Linked DNA regions of Mus musculus: regions 2, 3 and 4 are each linked to region 1. Evidence: chromatin contacts called from public promoter capture Hi-C data. All regions are on one chromosome and are shown on one strand. Each heading gives the region's core, a stretch centred on a gene start, on an enhancer-like site or on the middle of the called end of the contact. The rest is flanking DNA. Distances are from core to core; before and after follow the strand shown.

Region 1 (5,916 bases), core at 1,444-3,943:
TTTTGTTTTCTCAATTGGATACTAGCTGGGGTCATCTGGGAAAAGGGATCTTGGTTGACAAAATGCCTGTGTTAGATTGCCTGTTTGGCAAGTCTGTGTGCTATTTTCTCAATTAGTGATTGATGTGGGATCACCTAGCCCTCTGCAGAGTAGCGTTACTCCTGGGCACATGGTCCTAAGTGAGCCCATGGGGAGGGTTCCTCTGTGGCCTCTGCATCAATTCTTGTATCCAGGTTCCTGCCCCAACTTCCTTTTATGAGAGACTATGATCTGGATGTACGAGCCAAATAAACTTTCCTCGCCAAGTTGTTTTTGATCATCACAATCCAAAGCTAGTTAAGACAACCGCTGTGTTTTGAGTTCCAAACCAGGTTCCTGTGAGCTTGTGGCTTGAAGGGTTATCGTCATCAGGTGCCAGCACAGTGCCGTCATTTCCAGTTGATAATCGTCCATCTGTCAGCATCTATCTCCTTAATATAGACAGCACAGCACTTAGTAATGTTGGGAACCTTGGCTATTCCTGTAATTAGTTGTTCTAGTTTTACTAGGACCCAGAACTGTTACTGTTGGTTAGTGTCTGGGGTCAGGCAGCTCTGGTTACTAGGTTTCTTATCCAAAGAACTGAAAACACGGTTCACACAGATTCACAAAGGAAGCAAGGTAGCTGGATGGGAGCAAGGCCACAGTGCAGATTGTTGAGGGAGACACCGTCAACACTGACAGCTGGCCTCAGGACAGCACTCATTGAATCATGAGAAGGACCAGAAGAATGCTTGCAAGGGTTCGTTCTCTCCACTGAACCCACGGACCCAGGGAATCGAACTCAAGTCATCAGGTTTGGCAGCAAGTACCTTTACTCAACCGAGCCATCTCGCCAGCCCTCTCCTTTCTTTTAACAAATGAAAATTTACGGTCTTCCCAGAGACGCCTTGGATGGGATTGTAAACTGATAATATGAAAAAACAAACAAACAAACAAAAAATTAGTTACAGAGTTGAATCAGAGAGTTAGAACCAGTCTTTTGCTTGTAAATGATGTTTTGAGAGTCCTAGCTTTTACAACTGGAAAGGTAGAGAGGCCATGTGTCCTTATGCCTCAAGAAAACAGCTTTCCATTTTAATGTTCCCAGTGAAGCGTCTCTATGGACGAGAAATACTGTCTTTGTTCCAAATCGTCCTAGCCAACTGCTGTTGACAGTGCTGCCATTCTCCATGCTCCAGGCAGCAGGCTTGGGCCAGGCTTCCAGGTGAGGCCTTCCTTTCTCTACCCACAATTCCTTCATCTTCCTACACTGCCTTATTTCAACAGCAAGCTTAAAGCTTTTGAAAAGCTTGTAGAGTCAGGCAAACAATCTCCTGCTCCTTCTCACCCACTTCCTGGGTCTCTTCACAGGAAGAGGGAAAGAGATGTGGTAAGACAATCGAAGAGCAAGTCTGCCTTAAAAGCAGCAAAACCAGGAAGTTCTCTCGTTTTTGAATTTGCATTATCTTGTAAATCTAACGACTCACCTGTGGGTTTTTGAATACGGAAGGTGAGGCTGCTGGCAAATGCTTGCAAGCAATAGCTGACAGGCTTCAAGACAACTCCAGTATTAGTCATCACAGAGATGCGTGCCAAAAGGGACCATGGGTAAAAACATCTGCTGTGCACACAGATGCCCCCTGCTGAGCCAAGCACACAGAGAAAACCAACTCCAGCTCGGAGTTGCATAAGCAAAGAGGCTGAGGCACTGGAGTGCTTGATGCTCTCCCAGAGTGGGAAATTAGCTTTCCGATGGGTAGTTACCTTCCAGTGTCTATGTAGCTCAGGGAGACCTTGAATTCACAGCGATCCTCTTGCCTCAGCTTCCTGAACGCTAGAGTTACAGGTCTGTAAGACCATAATATTATTATGTGTTTGTCTCAAAGCCTTTAGTGTCATATTTTTTTCAGGGTGCCTTACAATACAGAAATGGAATTCTAATTCTATCAGAATAGAAGCCAGACATTAACACTCGTCCATTTTACCATGTGGTGAGATGTGGGGGTCTCCACAGCAGACCTGGCTGCATGGTGACTGATTGGTAAAGACAAGGAAATCTTGATGTTTGCCTAGGAAGCAGAAGAACTGGAGGTACCAGTCTTAAACACCTCCCTCTCCCTTTTCTCCCTCCCTCCCTTCTTCCCTCCATCCTCCACCTTCTCTATCTCTCTTCCTTTTTTTCTTCAACAAATTTAAATAGCACCGTTAAAGGACTGGGGCTAGACTTTTCTTTTTGATTATTTTAGTTGACCGGCAATTATAAAAAGTCAGAGAATCGTGCACTGGATCTGTGCCTCTCAACTTCAGAAATAGTCCTGTGAAATCATACCTGTCAATCCTCCCCTGGGAGGCTGTGGTGGGAGGGGAGAAACCTGAGTAGGTGAAGTTAAGGGTCTGGACTTGCCCTTTTGAATCTGAAAACTATTGATGTGCCGGGTTGAACTGTCTTACTATCAATGTACAATTTGCCAGTTGCATACAGACTAAGAAATCATGCTGGAAACAGGAGGGCCACGAGTCTGGACATCAGCATCTTGCTGGCAGATTTGACCAGTGTGGAAGATCTCTTTCCAGAGTGAATCATTTAAAGACAGAATCTTTTATGATGAAACCACCCTCTGGAGTTTGAAAAGAGACGGGGCTGCTTTAAGAGAGAAACAGGAAGTTGTAACGAGAAGCCGGTCTGAATGCTAAGCCATCTGAATTGCTTGCGAAGTAGCAACAAAGTAGCAGCGTTTATTCTGAAATTCTGTGGGCGCCAGTCTATCCTAGGCAACCCTCATCTAAGGGCTCATCCCTTGTCCAGGGATTTCTCTGAGCATCACAGTCGGTCGAGTGGAGAATGGCTGGGCAGCTTCGGTTTACGTCAGGGAAGGATGAAGATCATTTTCAACACCAGGGAGCAGTGGAGCTACTCGCGTTTAATTTTTTGCTCATCCTTACCATTTTAACAATCTGGTTATTTAAAAATCACCGATTCCGCTTCTTGCATGAGACTGGAGGGGCGATGGTGTATGGTGAGTGTGTAAATGGTGGGGTAGATGTGTAACTTGTTGCCTGGGCGTAGTAATTAGAGACTTGTGCTCAGATGGCAAAGTGCAGAAAGTGAGGGGAACATGCTGATTGAAGTGTCATTAGCTCAGCGAGAGGTGCCGCAGTGTTAGGGATGCTAACCTCTTTCCAGAGGAGCGGCAGAAATTCCGCCTGACCACAGAGCAGCTGTCACAGTGACAGGCTCTGAGGCAGCACAGTATGTGAGTCTGTTGACAGCTGCAGTCCTTTGTCATGCGGGGAGTCATGGAGCGCTAGTCATGGTAGTAGGTTGTGGTGGCAATGCAGTCAGTCAGCGCAGCCTCTTCCACAGGCAGCCAGAGGAGCCAGGCAAAGTTAAGGGAATGGCTTCAGACTGCATGGAGGAAATACCCTTTCAACTATTTTCAAGAAGAAATACTCGTAGAAACAGACCCCACCCTTGTAATGGGAATAATTGTGTCCAAATCCTTTTTCATCCTGTGAACACTATTTTAGCTTCTGATAATAAAAGTGTTAAACCAAGAATTTCCTATTTAACATTTTCCATTGCTTAGCCTGATTTAATATGGTCTTGTTTATAATACTTATTTGTGTTCTCACACCACACACACACTTCTCTCTCTCTCTCTCTCTCTCTCTCTCTCTCTCTCTCTCTCTCTCTCTCTCCCTCTCCCTCTCTCTCCTCTCTCTCTCCCTCTCTCTCTCCCTCTCTCTCCCCCTTTCTCTCTCTCTCATTTTAGACAGGTCTCACTCTATAGACAAGGTTGGCCTCAGACTCACAGTGATCTTCCTGCTTCAACCTCCTGGGTGCTGGAATAATATGTATAAGTAAGAACACCCAATTCTTTAAACTACAGAGGGGAAAAAAGGTTTTAATTTAAGGTTTAACCTCCCAAAGTGATGCTCTTTCTGTGCAAGTTACCATGGCATCCATCATTTTTGGGAAGTTTAATAAAATGTGATTATGGAGTTTGTACAGACTAGCCTGGTTTATCTAGTTTATTAAGATGAGCTACAAGGCACTAGCACTGAGCTGGTACTGAGACAAATTGTCTCACTACCAACTGACTTCATGACCCTTATCCTACCAAGTAAAAGGTAACAGCTTTGAACATAATGGGAACAGTCAAGGGCTGCCAAAACGGATAGCAAAGAACATACTTTTTGACTTCTCCTTCTTTTTGGAGGAGGCCCTTTTATATGTCTGGGCTCCAGGGAAACAAGATGAGGGCACCTTTCATGTGCTAAGCGTGTGATGGACTGATGTTAACAAGGAATGGTCCTGAAGGGAAAGCATGAGATAGCCTACCCTTGAGCCACTTGAGCTGTAGGACAGACCGTTAAGGCCATGTAGTGCAGCTTGCTTTCTCGAAGCCAATTCAGAGCTCCACTAAGTTTCTTTGTACTGAAGGTCCTACAGCACACAGCAAAACTTTTCAGGGTGGGAGAGACAGGCCAAAAGAGAAGGGCACAGCGCTTTCAGAGGCCGAGCCCTAGACGTGAGTCATTCTCCCTTTCTCCATAATCGATTTACCAGGAGCTTTCTCTATCTTGGGTAATAAATAATCAAAAAGATGCAGGGTGTAATCTGAGAAGCCAGAAACACTGTCATCCTAAGCATCAGATCAAAGGGCTGTGCATATTTTAGCGATACAACACATAGTTAAGATTAAACCCTTACTGGAAGGGAAGATTTCTCCATGTGCTTGAATTATAACAGTTTTTTTTTTTTTATCAATTTTCTTCTCTGTGGTAGGGATATTGTTTTATAAAAGTAGTTAAACTTTGACTTAAATAATTCTTGATTAGATTTAGTTAATAATGGTTGTCCCTGCACTGAACAGTCAAGCATGGTGGTCCTCCCCAAGCTGAACAGTCAAGCATGGTGGTCCTCCCCAAGCTGAAGAGTCAAGCATGGTAGTCCTCCCCAAGCTGAAGAGTCAAGCATGTTAGTCCTCCCCAAGCTGAAGAGTCAAGCATGGTGGTCCTCCCCAAGCTGAAGAGTCAAGCATGGTGGTCCTCCCCAAGCTGAAGAGTCAAGCATGGTAGTCCTCCCCAAGCTGAAGAGTCAAGCATGGTAGTCCTCCCCATGTGTTTTCATACATTTCAAGCTGTTAATGAGGTTCTTGTTCATTTCAAGGGTAAACTCTGAAAATAATTCATTAAGATGGCTTCCACAGACTTCTAGGATAAGCATTTTTTCAAAATGCTTTACTGAAGTGCTTAGTGTAGACTTTCTGTCAGGGATGTAATGAAATAGTCAAACTAAAACCCAGGAGAACGAGGAACTCTAAGGAACAACTTTTAGTAGTAAGAGGGAGAGAATTCCAAAGGTTTAGTCTCTGTAAATGAATAAGCAGTTCGTACAGTTGTAAGGAATCTTAGAGAATGGAATCCTCGTTGTGCAGAGGAAGTGGGGCTTAGATGGAGGTCATGGTAGTGGCTGGTGCTGAGCTGGGGTCCAGCACGTCTTTTAATCAGAGATGCTGAGACAGTAATAAGTAACTTCCTTCAGGGATATTCCAGGGAGTGTGTGTATGTGTGTGTGTGAGCAGGGGTGGGAGGATGGTGGAGAAATGAGGATGTTCCAAATATATGATCCTGTTGTAAACCTTTAAGGCTTGGCCATCTAGTTTCTTCTCCAGGGGGTCTGACAAAGTAAAATTTCAGGGTAAACCCTTTCTCCATCTGAGGAAGCAAGACATTGTTTCTGCAGTAGTCTGGCTAAAGGCATAATGAAAACCAATGGAGAAGACGACAAACGTAGACTTTTTCTTGTTTTCTGAAGACAGACACTTTAGAGTAGCCTGGGACAGATCTCTCCATCCTGCTGTTAATCAATATGCTGACCGTTAATGTCTG
Region 2 (5,916 bases), core at 1,483-3,982, 1.8 Mb before region 1:
AAGTAGCTGAGGAAGTCTGGAAACTGCTGCTGACCCATTGTCCTTGCTTCAGGCCAGATGGCTGGGACATTGCAACCTGGTCATGAAGGCTGGAGCCTGGGGTTTTTCTATTAGTAACTGACTTGCCCAGGACTTGCACAGTTTTTAAGCCTACTCTCCATACTGCCAATTTGAAGTCTGTCATGGAATCAGCCCCGCCTCAATACTAAAGGCAGAACCAACAGAACAGTGTTGCCAAGTTCACCTGCCTCCTGAAGATGGAGCCTGGCCCCTTTAATCACACCTACAGATGTTTTCCTTATTACTTCAAAGAAAGATAATCCCATACGCCTTGTTAATTTGTTTGTTTCACGGGTTGAAAACTTAGCCAAGTATGGTCTTACCCTGTTGGCATCCGTCTCTTTATTCCATTTGCTTGTTTGTTTGTTTTGTTTTGTTTTGTTTTGTTTGTTTTCAAGACAGGGTTTCTCTGTGTATCCCTGGCTGTTCTGGAACTCACTCTGTAAACCAGGCTGGCCTTGAACTCAGAAATCCACCTGCCTCTGCCTCCCAAGTACTGGGATTAAAGGCGTGTGCCACCACTGCCCAGCTTCTTTATTCCATTTCTAATCAAGCTTCTTCTTCATCTCCTTATCTCTTTCAGCACAACCCTAGGCTTCAAAATCACATTTCCTTCTGTTCTCTCTCTCTATTTTTAATTTTCTTTGATCCACTTTTTCTTTTTCACTGTACACCTGCATAAGATTACTAACAAGCATTCAACAGGGTTAATATTACATCATTAGTTCAGTTCCCAGCAATCACATGGTGGCTGTCAACCATCTCAAATGGGATCTGAAGCCCTCTTCTGGTGTGTCTGAAGACAGCTACAGTATGCTCATATAAATAAAATAAATAAATCTTTTTTTTTAAAGGAAGAAGCTACAGATCATTTGGAAACTATCATGTTCTTCAAATATAAAATGAAACACTACAAGGAGTTACTGTTACAACCAGCAGCTTTATGTTTCTGATAGTGAAATGACAGAGTTCTACAGTGTGTTACCATAGCCTTCGCCTTTGAAAGTTAGCTTCCTTTCCAGAAAATACAGTTACCGATTTTACAAACTTGGATTAATTATATTTTATAAAATAAACATTACCATTACTTGAAAGTTTTTTGGATTGTTAGGTCCAAAAGCAAGACACAAAGACCACCACTCACGTATGCAATAGGCAAGAGTGTTTTTATTTCCCCAAAGCAAGAAGCCTGCATGTAGGTATCAGCTACTTAACAAAAATGGCAACCCTGGACAACGGGGCACAAGTCTTTTATAGGAAACTGGGGAATTTTTTTTTAGCAAAGCTTAGGTAATCTAAAACTTCATTGGCGGGTGCTGTGAAGGTTTCATGGATTGGTTTCTGATTTGCTGCTATGTTAGTTTTACTATATTTGGTGAGGTCTTGAGGAAACTTCAGGAACTGTTTCAGCTCTGGGCTTCTCCTCCCTTTGTCAGAGCCATTAGTAGCTAACAGCCCATTGTCAGTAGGTGCTTCTGGGGAGCTTTATCAGCTCCCATAGGAAACTGAGACTTTTCTATTCCCAAAGTTTTTATTTTTCTTTTTTTTGGGGAGTTCTCAGAATTACAATGAGTAAACATCTAAGTAAAAGTAGAAGTGTCCCATTTCTCAATGCTGTACACCCAATATAAATCTTGTTTCCAAAATACACCACAAATTAAGCACAGTAAAATTTCTCTATTTTTTCCATAAAGTACTGGATTATCATAGTGTGAATTGATGGCCATGAGTGGTGTGTATCAAATAGAAAGGCACTTGGTGGGAAGTTTGTTGTTTGAATAATGTGAATCAATAGAACCAGAAAGGTTTCCTGTGGGAAACATGGTATTTTGAATCCCAGGTGTGAAGAATCAGGCTGTGTGACCTTTGGAAGGCCATTTCTCTCTTTCAGCCTCAATTCTCATATTTTTAAAAAGTAAGAAAGACTGAAAATTATGGTTTAAAATTATTCAAGAAAATGAAAAGCACACCCATAAAAATCAGCAACATATGTTAGAAAAACGAGTACTTGCCTAAAAGATGAAGAAAGAAAATATTGAATAAGTGAAATATAAACAGAGGATGATCAACAGAGCAAGGAGATTATAAGCTTCCTCATATCAGTCATAGAAAGATACATTATTTTTATTTTTATTGTTTTAAATTTTTATTTCAATTTTATATGTCATGGGTTTCCTATAAAAGCTTAAATTCCTATCCATGGTAGTGCATATTAAAATAAGTCCATGGTTATCTTGCAGCTCCATGTGTGAAAATTAAAAAATAAACATTTATACAGGTGTTAGAATACTTAAGAGATTTGTGTATGAAATTTATTCAAAGTAATGTGTGATGTACACAATCAACTGTTAGTGAGGTGGGTAAAATTTCAAATAAAATACTAGACTTGATGTGATAAATGGTATATTATTGAAAAATATCTCGTGAAATGGATTTAAAATTAAATTAATAATCAAAAAATTCAAATCACTCTGGCTAAAAAAAATTGGGAAACCTGAATATACCATTTGCTCTGATGTATCTGTTGTTAAAGTTGATCTATTCCTTCACATTTGTAATTGACATTAAATTTCCTGAAACTTTTTAAAATTCTGCTTATATAATACTGCGCCTAGCTGTTTGAGCTAAGCATGAAGTGACAATGTGAAAACAAAGTCTATTTCTATCTACTGTGAAAATTCTAGGAAAACGGCCAACAGATTACATAAATCAAAACTCACATCAGCACTGTATACTAAGCAGATGGCTTTATATGCTAATGTGTTATTTGATGCGCTATCCCTATTGACCGGAGGGAAGATAAAAACCTCTGTAAGGTCACAAAGACCTTCTGCTCACACCCTTTCCCTCCTTCTTGTTGTCACTATGTCAACTGCTGATGAGAATTTAGACTGTGCATAAAACATTGTGTTGTCTTTTTATTTCTTAAAATATATAAAATATACTTGAGCAGAAATATTTCTTGATAGAAATTCTGAGTATAAGGCAGGATAAGAAAATATAAGTAATCCTATAAGACTGAGAATAAAAAATAAGCAACAACCCCCCACTCTTTTATGACTTTAAAATAATCTATAATTTTAAAATGAGAAAGCAGACTATTCCCTTGAAAAATATGAACTCAAGAAATGATAAATATTTTAGGAAAATACTTTAGAAAATAAATAATTTCTCAAAATGTAGATATCTTATTTGTATTTATGAATCTTGATATGCTGAGATTAGTGGATATCTCTTCAAACAAAGAAGAGAGAAAACAATATCATTAAGCTGATAATCAACTTATGTAGTGTTTTCCAGTTGATTAGTTCAGAAATGTTCACCCCACATAAAAAGGCATACATCTGAAAAATCAGAATATACATCTTACCTAAAATGTTGGCAAAAACTCCACCTGCACAGAAAGGCCCAATGTCCAAATTAAAGTGGGAAGCTTATTCAGTAAAATTATGGGCAGTTTCAGGACTCAAGGTTTTCCCTAGACTTGTTGGTAAGATGGCACAGAGAAGGAGAAGAAACACTGTCCTCGGAAATCTGATTTCTAGACATTGTGATCCAATAATGCGTCCTGAAAATTTGTTGATCATGCTGAAGTAAGAATTAGACCATTTTTATATATATTTATGAAGAAAGACTGTTGAACACTGTAAGCAGAATTTCATGGGCTTTCCTATTAGGATCTTGGAAAAAAGTAGTGATGAGAACTATGCATACTCAAGAACTTTCACAGAAGAATAATATTAGCCACTGTGATAGAGACCATTCCTAAGATAATTTGACAAACAATGTAGCTTCTTTCTGCTCTAGTCTTGAGTTTGCCTCAGGAAAACTTAAAAAGTAATCAGCTAAATTCTTTGCTTGAGGATATTTCAAAATAGCCTATTATAGACTTTATCACAGAATTACTAGTAATCACTGTCTGCAGATCTACAATGAAAAAGAACAAGTGGGCCAAAAATAAATACAAAACTACAATTTGAAGAGAAAAAGCACAGTGAAAACTTAATTTCATATCCGAGGACTGTGCTGAGAGAAAGCAAAATTAAGGAGAAGTCTGATCTCCATTGGAGTGAAAAGAAGAGCACCCACAGGGAAAGACTCCACCTAGCTAAGGTTCCAACTTTCTAAGAGAAAAGGTCTAAAGAATTTTCTGTCCCTAGAAAGAAACAAGAAATAAATGTTCTGCAAATGTGTGTCAAGAGGACCAAGTTCCATCCCAAGTAGGCAGGAAAACTTGGCAGTTGTCAACTTATGGTGCTGGCTTTAATGTCATGGAGGATACAAGGTTAAAGGGGTCATGAAATCATCTTTGTTTCCAGAGAGCTAAGGCCAGGAATATGACTTGAGAGGTATGAATCTGTGAAAGTGACTCTTGTACTGACTGAGAGAGAGATTTCAAGAGGCTGGTTATTTTGTTTATTTACATTTCAAATATTATCCCCTTCCCAATTTCACATCCATAATTCCCCTACTTCCCCTGATCCCCCTTGCTTATATGAGGGTACTCCTGCCTCAGTGTCCTAGCATTCCCCTATGCTGGGTCCTCCACAGGACCAATGGACTTCCCTCCCATTGATGCCAGATAAGGCAGTCCTCTGCTACACATGTGGCTGGAGCCGTGAGTCCCTCTATGTGTAGTCTTTGGTTGGTGGTTTAGTCCCTGGGATCTTTGGGAGGTCTGGTTGATTGTTATTGTCTAAGTTCATGCCTTGCTTTTTTTTTTATTAGAGCCTGCCTAATAGACAAGAAATTTATGTATGGTGTGTAAGCTTTTTATAGTGTGGTTTTTTTTTTTTTACTTCTAATCCTTATTATTAAGGTGAGATTGATATAAAAATTGGACATCTTTAATGTGTATAACTAAATGATTTGGGGGGAAGCCATGTAGTTGTTAAACTACAGCCACTGAAGTTGTATCAATCACCTTTCATAGCTTCCTTTTCCCACCTTCATCATCATCATTTTTCATCATCATCACTATCATAACCATCAACACCACCACCACCATCACCTTCATCACTATCACTACTACCACCACCACCATCATCGTCATCATTGCCATCACCATCACCACCACCACCACCATCATCATTACTATATCATTACCACCAACACCACCATTATCGTCATTGCTATCACCATCATCACCACAAACACCACCACCACCACCACCACACCATCACCATCATCATTGTCATTATCACCACTATCATCACTACCACTATCACCACCACCATCATCACTATCCCCATGACAACCACCACCACTCCTGCCACCACTATCATTGTCCTGTTAGGTTGTGGTAATGCTTCCATTATTAGTTTTACAAGAATGGTCAGGCTTGCCACATTAGTTATTTCTCTGTGTGGTAAAAGCACAAAATATAAGGTTAATCTTTTGCACACAAATTAGTTTTTCTAGCTTCAAATTCCAGAAGGTTTTCTACTGGACTTTCATCTGAGAATGCACCACAAACCACAGGAGTTGCTAATGTTTCCCGAGACATCAGGCTATAAAGTGCCTTTTGAGTTGTAAACTAAGAATGCAGAAACATATAATAGGGAGAACAGGAGGGATTTGTTTCCCTGTCCTATGGAATCAGCTGTCCTGATGATATCCAAGTTAGATAAGACCAGAGTATATGTGTGATTTTGATATTTAAAGGTTCAGAGCTTAGACTTCTCCCCATTCCTCCAATTTAGATCTATGAGAAATTATAATTCTGGGAGAAAATTAATGGTTAAAAAGGACAACTTTCTACTCAGTAGACTTCATGTTGTACAGTTAAGAAAGGTCTGCAACCCTGCCAGAACTCCTTCCTGGGATATATCAGGATGTATGGAGGACATGCTTGTG
Region 3 (5,916 bases), core at 2,422-4,921, 1.2 Mb after region 1:
GGCTACACAGAGAAACCCTGTCTCGAAAAAAAAAAAAAAAATTTCTCCCCCCTCCCCCCACCTCCCCTCCACCCCCAACCTCCAGCCCCACTCCGGCAGGGTTTCGACTAGGCTGACCTCAGAAACTCGCTGTGATCCTTCTACTTCCTGAATACTGGGATTACAGGACTGACATACAACACCCTGTTTATGGGGTGCTGGGATCAAACCTCGAGCTTCGCGCTCTGCTAACTGGCTCATGTCCTCAGCCTGATAACCTCTCTTGACTCGGCCAACACTTCCATTTTCTGCTGCTAAACGCTGAGACTTCTTCTGGCCTGGCCCTCCTCGCCATATTTTATGAGACCAGCTATCACTGCCTGTCAAAAATGAAGTGATGAATCATGCCATATAAGGCCAAGGGCAAGAATGTACCCTCCAACAGCTTCCTTGGTGTTGTGGACAGTTCAACAGAAAGACTGGGTTTTTTTTGATTTGCAAAGCAGCCATTTGCAACCTCCGTCCCAAGTTAACAAGTACATCCCAAACACTTCTTGAACTAGAATTTAGGTTTAGAATCACTGCCTTCTGCCTCATTTTTCTAGGCAGAGTCTGATTACAATTTGTCCTTGTTCTCTCTCACCACGCCCCTATATTGCTGGCTCAAAAGGATCAGTCGTCAGTGTTACTCTCTCTGTGAGCATGGTTCTGGCAGTAGAGTATCTTAAGCCTAGAATAACTGTCCAAAGACTCCGGGCTAACCTGCTTTTTTCTTCCACCTTAACTAAGCTGAGCTAGCAATGATCTCTCTAGACTCTGCAGCTTCCACGCCCCCACCTCAACTCACAACCCATACATTTGATTATGACACAAAGAGTTCCTCCTTTGTACATTGAGGTCATGGGCTGGACAAAGTACCATCCTGTAGCCGACCACCCCAACTGCCCGCCTTCGTCGTGCTAAAACACGATTTACTTATTCGTGCAGGAACTGCGGAGTATCTGAACGATGGGTATCCTCATTTGAGGATGAAGTGTAATGACTGAAGAGCTCATCTTCTGGAATGAGAAGGCAACTATAACAGTAAGATACAGGAAAAAAAAATGTCCCAATAGGAAGTGCTTGTAAGACTTTAAAAAGATATTATAAACCCACTACCAATACCTCCATCATGAAAGAGGAATTTTCAACACCTCTCCCTTCTCTATACCTCATCTTTTTGCCACATCCTTAATTTACATTCTTTCTTTCTTTTCTTTTCTTTTCTTTTCTTTTCTTTTCTTTTCTTTTCTTTTTTTTTTGAAACAGGTTGAAACTCACTATGTAGACCAGACAGACAGACTTCAAACTGGCAGAGATCCTCCTGCCTCAGCCTACTGGGTACTGGAATGACAGGTGGTCATCACACAAGGCCTTTACATCATTTTAAAAATGTGTTTATTTTATGGGTATGAGTGCTTCAACTGCATGTATGTCTGTGTGCCAGATGTGTGCTGGTGCCAGAGGAGGTCAGAAGAGTCTATCAGACCCTCGAGAACTGGAGTTACAGATGCTTGGGAGCCACCATGTGGTGCTGGGAAGCAAAGCAAGATCCTTTGGAAGAGCAGCCAGAGCTTTTAACCACTGACCCTTTTCTCTAACCTGGCGTTTCTTAAGTCTGCATCCTCCACTCTGCATTTATGGTTAACCCACATCCTGGGAACGCTCCTCACTTCGGCTCCCATCTCCAGGGCTCCCATCTCCAGGGCTCCCAACTAATCTGTGATTTTGGATTTTCAGAAATCACTCCAACTTGCTTTTTTTGTCTCTATCTCTTGCACTGCTCTAAGGTGAACTCCCTGACCACCATAGACCATGCACACCAAATCCCCGGAAATGTCCCTCCTCCTGCAAACAGCAGCTGAGATGAGTTTGAACTTAGTACTGGGTGGGATCTTTTAAGTCATACACTCTCCAGAGTTTACACACCTAACAACTCTACAGTCAAAAAATAGGGATGTGTTCTAAACAATAATTCAGGAAGCTGTATCCAAAGGGGAGTACGGCAGCACGGACAGAAGTCATAAAGCACTGTGGGGTTGGGGTTAGGAAGAGAGCTACACATGGCTGCTGCTATCAAAGGGAACTTCCAAGAAGAGGCTACACCTGAGCAATGAGCTCACACCCGGGAGGGAAACAAGCAAGCATTCAGTGTGAGAAAGGGCACAGGGTTCGGTTCCCAGACCAGCATCCCCATCAGGGAGGCTTGAGAGGTGTGTGGCTTTGTGAATAGAGGGATGAGCAAGGTAGGAACTAACTCCCTGCCTCCATCAGACTGAGCGGGAGAGGCTGGAAGAGAAAGAAAGGTCAATCATCTACAACAAGAAGAATATCAGAGAGGCACAGTAAAGAGATCCCTGAAATCAGAAAACCAGCTTCCCAGGCCCTGCTTGGCCCTGAGGGGCGAGCGCGGGCAGAGCAAGTCATCTAACCTCCCTGGTCTCAGCTTTCTCATTTGTAAACTGAAGCAGCTGAACTGGCTGACCTCAGAGGTCCCTCGGAACAAAACCAGACCAACTGTATATTATTTCGACCATTAAAACCCTCACGGCAGGAAAATAAAGGGAAGGGGGGGGGGTCTTCTGTGATCTCTTTTCTAGTTTGTTTTTTCCTCCTCAACTTCAATTTTCCGTTTCCTACACTTACTACGGTCACGTGCCTCTCGCATCACAAATTTAACACTTTCCTATAGAATTTCACTAATGAATTAAGTTTAAAGAGGAGTTGGTTACAAGAGGTGGGGCGTGGAATTAAATGCCCTTGCTTCACCTTTGTGGGGCCAAAACATTGGTCTCTGTATTCATCCTGAAATTCTAGTTATGATTCCACATTCCTCCAACAAAGAAATGTTCATTCCGTGTTGGCCCCATACAGTCTACAACAGCTTTGAGGTAGGATACATGTCTGTATAAGTCACACAATGTAAATAACTAGGAAAGTTTTTCTTTTCAATACTACTCATTGAAGCCTGGGATGGGGGTAATAATGTTAAAAATGGGTTTCTGTATTTTGTTTTGGTATTTTTTTCTTTTTAATTTTTAAAGCTTATACTCGAAAATGCAGCCTGCTGAATCGCACAAAATTCTTGGCACTTTCCCCTAAGACTGACATTTCTTGCACTGCATCCAGAGGCCCCAGGGCTCCTGGAAAGGCACTTAAGTCCAGCAAACACGGATGCAATTTCATTCTGTCCCTACATTCGCCTGTGCACCAGAGGCGAACACAGTAACACAACTTAAGAGACACACCAACGGATCAGAAAAACCTCTTCAACAGCCACGCAAAGTTTAAACCAGAAAACTTAGTACCCTCCCTTCCTAGATGCAGGGTATCACGATGTGCTTCCTGGGCTGGGGCTTAAGCAGCGACACACAGGACTTCACACCTGAGCGCAAGACTCCGCCGCAGGGCAGGAGCGCGCCCGCAGGTGTCGGAGGAACCCGGAGCCCTCGCCGAGCGCCGCTAAGCCAAGCTTGCCTTTCCTGCCCGGCCTCCCCCTCCTGACCCACGCCCGCTTGTGCGTTCAGGCACCCAGCCCCCGGTACCTGCGGCGGCCGTTCGGCAGCTCCTGCCCGGGATCCCCGCGCCCGCTGGTCTGGTCCGCTCCGCTGCGGCTGCCACTCACCCGCCTCCTTGCTCCTGCGCTCGCGCCACTGCGCATGCTCGTCCCGCACCCCCACCCGCACGCTTGAAATCCACTCGCCAGGTTTTAGTTGCTGCACCCAGGGGAGAGGCCACCAGATCTTTGCAGTCAGGTGAAAGGAGGCTTGCAGGAGCTAACTAAAGAGGTTTGTGTTGAGGTTGGGGGATGGAAGATGGGGAAGTGGACCCGCGCTGCAGGGGCGTCATCCCTGCTGCCCACGCTTCACTCAGCCTAATTACAACTGTCTGCACCCCTGAAATGAGTTTTAGCACGGTGGTTCTCAAACAAGGGGGCCTCAGGTTTTTGTTCAAACAGCTCTCAAACCCAGAGTATCCGCATCTTTTATCTGAATGCTGGATGTTTCTAATGTGTTCTCAGAACACTAGTATGCATAGCACTTTTGAAAACTACAGCTCACAAGGTAAGATAATTATTAAAGTAAAACAATTTCTCTCATCCTTCTCCCTTCTGGGGAATTCAGATGATCCTTCCCTCTTTATTAAACAGCCACACCTATTTAAAATAAATAACCAAAGCCCACACTCAAACAAAGGCAGGACCTTTTTCCAACAACATCTGAGTCAAGCCAACGGAACGCAGCTTCAAGGGCTCTTGTGTGCTTTTCTGGTAGCATGATCCACAGGTGTGCAGGGTACTTTTGCTGTCCTTTGACCTAAGGTCCTAGGTGACCCTTGGCCCTGTAGTCCTGAACTGATGCAGAACAGGTAGCAATCAGGCCGGTAGGAATGTGGCTTCAGTACACTGAAACTGTTTAAAGTCCAAAAGAATTGGTTGGGCCAAAGAGGAGTGAGCTAAGGACTTCTCCGTGCCTAGAAAATCCCATAACCCAGAAAGTCCAATAAATAACGTTTTTGTCTGAGTGCAGATGTACAAGAGGAATTGTGTTCTCTCAAAATATTTACTTAAACATGTATGTACAACATGACTTAGCCATTTCATTCTTAGCTCTTGTCCAAGATAAACTAAAGCATATCACATAGAGGCTTGAATACTGATGTAGTAGCTTCCTTCTCTTTTTCTGTAGCCACAGTTGGAAGGAATTGACTGTCAAAAGCAAACGTGCTACATCAGCACAATGGACTACTACTTGGTACTAAAAGAGAATGACCGATCTAAATGCTTCACTATAGATTGCCACATCCTCCTATACCAGGAGTGAAGGAAGAAAAAGAAAACACACAGAGAGAAATGGACAGGGAAAAAAAGCTGAGATTGGGTGGTCTGGGCTCCAAGGTTGAGAAGCCACAGGGTCCTGGAGATGGTTTATGTGTAGTTTATTATGTACAGTTGAATGGGGAGGTGGGGTTATTGCGTGTAGCTGAACAAGGAGGCAGGTGTAGGGAGACTCAGTGGGAGAGCGGTGGGGCAGTCTCTGTAGGAAAGCAGTCCATGGGCAGCAATGGTGACCTTTTCAGCCCACACGACCAATGCCTGTAAATGGTCCAGAGGAAGGCTTGGCCATCCCTCTGAGCCTTTCCAGACCCAGGGAAGGCTTTGCCATCTCCACAGGGCTGACGCACTGGGGTACCTGACATGGTGAAGCCCACTCACTCAGGACTTCATTTGCTCCCTACAATAGATAAATCTCAAAATCATTATGCTGAACTGGAGAAAGCAGAGAGAAAATATATAGCGTGAAGCTTCATTTCTGTGAAGTCACACCTTGATAAGAACAAAAGCAAAGTCAGTAATTGCATGGGCCAGAGGTGGAGAACGAACGAATGAACTGCAACAAGACAATGAGAATCTTCCAGGGTCATAGAGACATTCTCTTTATTGATAATAATGATGATTTGCTGGGTGTAAAAAAAATACCAAGGCTAAAGTGGATACTTTAAACATGGAAAATTCACTTTCTATAAATTATTGCCCAATAGAATTGGAAATGATAATCAAACATACTTATATTCTATACATGTAGTGAAAACATTGACTGATAAGTCCATGAAGAAATGCAGAACCCAAATATGACATCACTTGATTTGGGGGAAGGCAAAAGAAGCTCATTCCCCTAAAGGAAGGTAAAATAGTTGGTTTTCAACCATTTGTAAAAGTAACTAGTCCCAAGACGCAACTTGTTGATGATAAAACCAAAGTGTTTCACAGAAGTTTCTCCCAAACCTAAAATAGCAAGTATATCATTAGAAATGAACATAATTATAAGCAGAATTGTAAGTGGGTTCATTGAGGTAGGCCTATAAGCCTAGCTACTTGAAAAGCTGCGACAGGAGGAT
Region 4 (5,916 bases), core at 1,260-3,759, 1.1 Mb after region 1:
AGTCAGTTACTCATTAATAGAGCTTTTTGTCCAATGCTTTAACACAATTAAGAACTTCATGTTTATAATAGCAAGGCAAAGAGCAGCAAGTTAAAAAGAATAAAACGAAACACATTGTGAGGTCAGTAGATATGCCAGTAAGGTAGCTAGCTGCTCTACCATCCTTCATTAAAATAACCGCGAACCACTTCCCATGGTACACTTCTCAACTAGTGTGTTCTAAAGCTTTGGTGATTTACAAAATGTCCCTGTACAGAGTGCTTAAGTTCTATAACCAGTGACACTTGTGAGCTGTATAGAACGATGCCTATATAGCTCCAGTACCCTACATACTAATTATACTCTCTTCACCCCTCCTTTATGCAAATTATTTTCCTCATCATACACATCTTTATATTAGGTGCTGACTACCAATATAAAACTTCTCAACCAAATACTCAGGTCTCTGCTTCTTAATTACCCAAACCGCTCTCCTCCCTAACCTCACACCCTTCAAATCTCCTCCAAAATAGGGAAAACAGAAAGTACCACTAAATATATTAAGGAAGGTGTTAATACAACAGTGGCATATATTCTCCAGGAAATGTTGCACATTTTGAAACCATCCTGAGCCCCGAGGCACACAAAGCTGCTACAGAAACCTAAAGCATCCTTCCTTATAATGCAGCAAGCCTCTCACGAAGGTGACAGAAGACAACTAGGAGGAACCAGGGGACACGGGGAATTCTGCCCTCCCCATCCTGGCTCTAAATCCATGATGAAATGTCAAGAAGGGATTGCCTTTTGGCCTGGCTAAGATTAAACATAATCATGTAAAAAAAAACAAAAACCTATCTCAAATGCTTTAAAAGGTTTAGGGAGATGTTGTTGACTTAAACCTCTATATGTGAACAAATCCAAAAACTTCTGTAACTAGTTTTCCCATAGTGTGAGCTGGCCTCTGGAAGTAGGCTTCAGAAGTCTGCATGGTTCCAACAACGTTTTCCCAAATAAACACTGCCTTTCAACATCCAACTGCTTAACTGAGGAATGAGAATGTTTCAGTACTTTTTTTGTTTTTCAGATAAGAGATAAAAGCAATCTGGGAGCAACCAAGTTCCATGCTTGTCTTTTAATGTGGCCAGAAAGTGATCAATTTTTAGATTCAAAACCAGTATATTCCACATTATTTCGCCTATATTTACTTTTTTTTTTTTTTTACTACCTTTGCCTCCCTCCAACTCTCTGAAGCAATAAATCTTTCTCCCTAATAAAAAATACCGACATTTAAAAGGGGTTCCAGAAATTTGGGGAAAGTTTCGGCAACTAGGGCAGGATTTTTCGTATTATTTGTGTTAAAGATAATGGGATACTACTCAACTGTAACAGGCTAAGGCACTGCTGGCTGATGCTAAACAGAAGTAAAAGTCTTTTTTAAAAATAACAACAACAACAACAACAACAAACCTACAAGGTGACAGCCCATAAATCGGAGAAGTCTTAAGGGAAATTCGTAGAATTTTCGGATTAGGTCCAAAACTAGCCTCTGGCTCCCAAAGGAAGAAGTAACTTCAAACTAGAGTTTATTAGTGACAGAAGTGGGGCAACTTTGGGATCAAGGCTCCCTCCTCGCCATGGAAACGTCCCACCTGCGCGAGTCCACCGCCCCCGCCCTACCTGCCTGCTGCTCAAGCTCAATTAGGCAGAAGTCCTGCGGGCTGCACAGAGGTGGGAATAGCCGCTGCACACAAGGAAAAGCACGAGTGCCAGGAGTTAAGTTGAGGCAGGGGCCGGACCCGGGGAGTGGGTGCTAGGGTGTCCGGAGGTGGAGAAGGGGGCCTAGCTCTCACCCTTGTCGCACGCCAGCAAGAAAAGCTTCTCATTCAAGGTGTTCTCCTCCTTCACCTCTCGCACATCCTTCAGCGCCATCACTTCGTTGGGCGACGAGGAGGATGGGGAGGAAGGCAGGGAGGAGGAGGAGACGCCCGAGAGGTCCGTGCTCGGGTACAGGGCCGCCATCATCGCGGCCCACGACGGGGGCAGGCCAGGAGACGGAGGCGGGGCCCCCATGGGCGCCGACCCCGACCCCGACCCCGAGCTGGAAAACGGGTGAGTCGTTCCCACGGCCACATCGGCGTGCGGCCCGTTGGCCCCGAAGGGCGTCGCCTCGCCCCGAAACCAGCACTCGCCCTCCACGGACAGCCCCAGGTTGGTGGCCGCGCTGGCGCGGCCCCGGGGCCAGCGCCCTCTGCCCAGCCGCCGGCGCCCCGGTCGAGCTGGTCCGCGCCCGTCCGGGGACGACAGAGTGGAGCGCGCCAGGGCGGCAGCCGAGCGCGGGGCCGTGCCAGGAGCCGCAGGGGCCGCACAGGGAGCGGCCCGGCCTGGGAGGGAGTGAGGGGGCCGCCGGCCGGAGAGCTCGGCGGTGCGCTTCGCAGCACGTCTGGCTCCGGGGCTGTGGGAACCGCTGGCCCAGCAGCACCCACAGGAGGCAGAGGTTCGCGGCTTTCTCCTCACGTCATCCTCAGCCCCGCGGAGGCGACGACACCGGGGCGGGGCTTAAGGCGAAGCCGGGCTAGGGGCGGGGCTTGTAGGGGCGGGGCTCCAGGGCTGACGCGCCTCTCTGGTCGGTCGCCTAGCATCTTGGGCGCGTCTGCAGCATCTTTGAGCACCTGAGGGCATGGGAACCGCTTGGTGGCGGATTTCAGGTAATTTTATCCGCTGCCTGTTTGTGCTGCTGCTGCTACTGCAGCACAGAAAAGGGCCAAGGAGCTTCTGAAGGATTAACGTTTACTTGAAATCCTGTACGGAATTGTCCTAAAGCCTGGCCAAAGCAACCTGATTATGGAGTTTGTGTTTACAGTTCCCTCGTTCCTAAAGGCGTTTTAAAAACAATCTTTGTGATTTAATATGGTCTAACATTCCTGATATTTCCAAAGTCACTATAAAAGTATTCGCATGTAAGTCAAAGGCGACCTATAACCGTTGCATAAGCACAGTTTAGGAGTTACTCGCCATACAAGTCCTTTTAGTGGATTCGTTATATTTATCCTATCTAATTTTAAGAGATTCGCTATTTAGACAACAATTGTCTGACGTCCAGCAAATGCGACTTGAAAACTGCATCTTTTCAATAATTTTTAATTGCTTCCTGCAGTCAACACTAGGGGGAAAATCTGAACTCTACGTTTAAGATTTAGATTTTTAAAGCAATGGATAAATGTACTTAAATTTGAGGGGAATACTGCCTCTCCTATTCAGGCTACTTTGTCCCATTAGTTTCTCTTTCAACATTTAACTTACTAATTCTTAAAAATCAATGTTCTCTTTAGATATTCTCTAAAAGTCTTTGATGTCGAAGTCATCTTTTCAAACGTTTTCTGTATTTGATGTAAATGATAATCTCAAGTTGCTCCAGTTTTTGTTTCTAAATGATCTCCCCGTTGTCGTGTAATGTTTAATACACTTCCAAGTTTATGAGTTTGGTGAAATTTCCAAGAGGCTCAAGGTGAAGCCAGTGGGAGAGAGGAGCGCCCATACATTTGTATATGCACCTCCTTTGTTGCTCAGCAAAATGTTTAGCCAGTAGTAGAAATCTAATCCTGCGCTATCTGAAATTTCAGTATTTGAAGTTAACTCAAATGACTCACAGCCATACACAGATTCTTTATCCAAAGAACTATGGGACTGGATTACTTTCTAAGACTGGAGGGAATTCCAACCCTCTTTGGTAGTAATCTTAAGAGACCTTCCAAAGCACTAGAGAGCCTACTTCAGGCAAGCTGATAATTATAATGCAGGCTTTTGGATTGTCTCCGATACAGACAAACTGCTCAGCGGGCATAAATTGGGACATTCTAACAATACCTACATACTTAGCACATGTGATATGTAGATCAGTATTGGAGTTATGATGAACAATGGTATTCAAAAAACTCAAAAGTGGCATATTACTCTAAGCAACTCCATCAAGTCACAGGCAAACAAAACAGAAACCAAAAGAGGAATCACAACTCCAGCCAGAGAGGGGAAAGAAACTCAGATTTAGATCTAGTCCTACAAGTAGGATGCTACTGATATTTTTCATGTTCTCCTCCCTTTACTCCCGAGGAGCACATCTGTCTCTTTTTCATGGCGCCCACTCGATTGCTTTTCCTCAGAGAGCCCTGACCTCGCTACCCAGAAAACCTCCCCCTCTGCTCTCAGTCAGTCTGCAGCAAATCTCCCCCCACTCCAATGGTCTCTCGGTTTCTTCCCTGCTTCATTTCTTGTTGTTGCTTTATTGGCTGGCCGTCTCTACTAGGATGTAAGTCAAAAGGCTGTTTCTACTTGTCTTAGCTGAGGTCCAAGAATCTAGTTGTGGTACTTGGACACTGGAGACAATAAATTAATGCTAATTATTTTATCCACTCAAATGATTTCATCACAAACTAAGTTTATAACAATCACGCAGTTTGTCTTTTTTTTTTTTTTAATCTTCATATGAGGGCTGGTGAGATGGCTTAGTGGATAAGAGTGCTGGTTGTTCAAACCTGAAGCCCTGAGTTCGATTCCCATGAAGGTGTAAGGAGAAAACTGACCCAACAAATTTGTTCTCTGATATCCACATGTAAGCATGCATGCCCATACACATGTATCATCCATACATACAATGATAATAAAAACACTAGAATTTTAGAATTAATTTTTTTCTCATATGAAAGAAAAAACACTAAAGAAACAGCTTTTGTGTTACTTCACATAGGAGTTGCAGTCTTTTGTGAGGAAATAAGCTTCTAACAGATCAGTATTGAAGGTTCTCTATTCTTTAAATGAAATAAACACAAATTCTACATACACAGCATTTTTATTAAATATATTTCGTGAGAAAAAGAACACCTTAAAGTGCTAAATTCCATGTAATTCAGATTGTTTTAGTAAATATGACAGCGGGAAAAATCAGAGAGGTTTGATTTAAATAATCTCAGGAAAGGAGCGGAAGCATTGTGTCTTCATATAAGAAAACAATCACCAAAATATAAAAGGCGAAGACATTTCATGTAGAAGAATATATTTCAGAATCCCACCTGTCAGTACTTCATTTATAAAAGTCTACCCTAAACACACAGACACTCTCCCTCCTGCTGTATGTTCTGATCAGTGGACAAGGAGGAGGCGGACAACCCATTCACACGGAGAGAGGTGACAGCACTTTCCTTGCATAGCACTATTGCTCACTGGCACTAAAGTGGAGGGCCGGGGAGCTCATTCCTGGCTTCAACTATGAGCAACAGAATTTCTCTACTGCTAAAACTTCTGGGGAAAAGAGGAACACAAACCTCAACTGTTTCCAGGAGACCATGAAAAACTACGACGGACATTAGCTTTTATATACACAGATCTCTACAGAAGCCATTTGGTGGGCATGTCCAGTGATGTAGGTTTCCCTGTAGCCTGAGAGTAGTAAGTGTGATGTGATTCTAGCAGGATAGGATTGGTGTCAGTTAGGACATTCTATCCAATGTTTGGCTGAAAAGTATTTGAAAGCAGTTAGGTGAAAAATAACGATATTCACATTCAGAATTAATATTTGCAAAACAGATCTCCACAGATCAGATTATCCACAATTGAAAAGTGTCACACACATTGTGGGGGCAAAATAAATACTTAACGGCTGGCTGACCACTTAATACATACCATTTTAGAAAAGGTGGGTAACTCAGATGACTTAGAGAAATACATATGTGTAACATCCTACCAACATATAGTATTATGCTTGATGGTGGAGACAAAGCTGTGTTATCAGACTAGCACATGTGATGCTGGAGACAAAGCTGTGTTATCAGACTAGCACATGTGAAGTAACAATGGAGCTACAAACAAACTGTAAGTAAAAATCTCCTACAGCTTAAACAAGAGAGTGAACGTGGGGGTTATTCAAGAGTTAGTTCTCGTATTAAA

Evidence for each region. Promoter capture Hi-C pulls out the DNA fragments that hold promoters and counts their contacts.
Region 2: a contact with region 1 is called in a promoter capture Hi-C map of hippocampal neurons, with 15 times the contacts expected there. The contact joins the enhancer-like site here to the promoter of Slc9a9 in region 1. A contact is called at or near these places in 9 of 39 promoter capture datasets (the 3T3-L1 cell line, the C10 cell line, cranial neural crest and 5 more) and 1 of 484 Hi-C or Micro-C datasets (cerebral cortex).
Region 3: a promoter capture Hi-C map of stem cell-derived epiblast-like cells shows a contact between it and region 1, with 5 times the contacts expected there. The contact joins the promoter of Pls1 here to the promoter of Slc9a9 in region 1. A contact is called at or near these places in 6 of 39 promoter capture datasets (the C10 cell line, cranial neural crest, hippocampal neurons and 3 more), 1 of 484 Hi-C or Micro-C datasets (B cells), 2 of 115 datasets of contacts at active chromatin or transcription factors (T-cell acute lymphoblastic leukemia and astrocytes) and 1 of 9 other capture datasets (liver).
Region 4: a promoter capture Hi-C map of hippocampal neurons shows a contact between it and region 1, with 4 times the contacts expected there. The contact joins the promoter of Trpc1 here to the promoter of Slc9a9 in region 1. A contact is called at or near these places in 12 of 39 promoter capture datasets (the 3T3-L1 cell line, the HPC-7 cell line, cranial neural crest and 8 more).

The regions. Positions count from the first base shown.
Region 1 is chr9:94,667,199-94,673,114 of GRCm38.p6, forward strand. Slc9a9 (solute carrier family 9 (sodium/hydrogen exchanger), member 9) reads left to right here and starts at 2,694. Exons shown (of 16, transcript NM_177909.5): 1 at 2,694-3,038. The coding sequence starts at 2,864.
Region 2 is chr9:92,897,154-92,903,069 of GRCm38.p6, forward strand. No RefSeq gene overlaps it. Among named protein-coding and RNA genes, the nearest start is that of 1700034K08Rik, 110 kb to the right of the region's middle. Within about 2 kb of position 2,733, at least 7 of the 459 cell types and tissues checked have an H3K27ac peak or open chromatin away from gene starts, as enhancers often do. A contact at or near this core is called in hippocampal neurons, where this site is marked.
Region 3 is chr9:95,841,608-95,847,523 of GRCm38.p6, forward strand. Pls1 (plastin 1 (I-isoform)) reads right to left here and starts at 3,672. Exons shown (of 16, transcript NM_001033210.3): 1 at 3,564-3,672.
Region 4 is chr9:95,747,839-95,753,754 of GRCm38.p6, forward strand. Trpc1 (transient receptor potential cation channel, subfamily C, member 1) reads right to left here and starts at 2,510. Exons shown (of 13, transcript NM_011643.4): 1 at 1,830-2,510. The coding sequence starts at 2,001. Pls1 (plastin 1 (I-isoform)) reads right to left here. Exons shown (of 16, transcript NM_001033210.3): 16 at 4,804-5,916.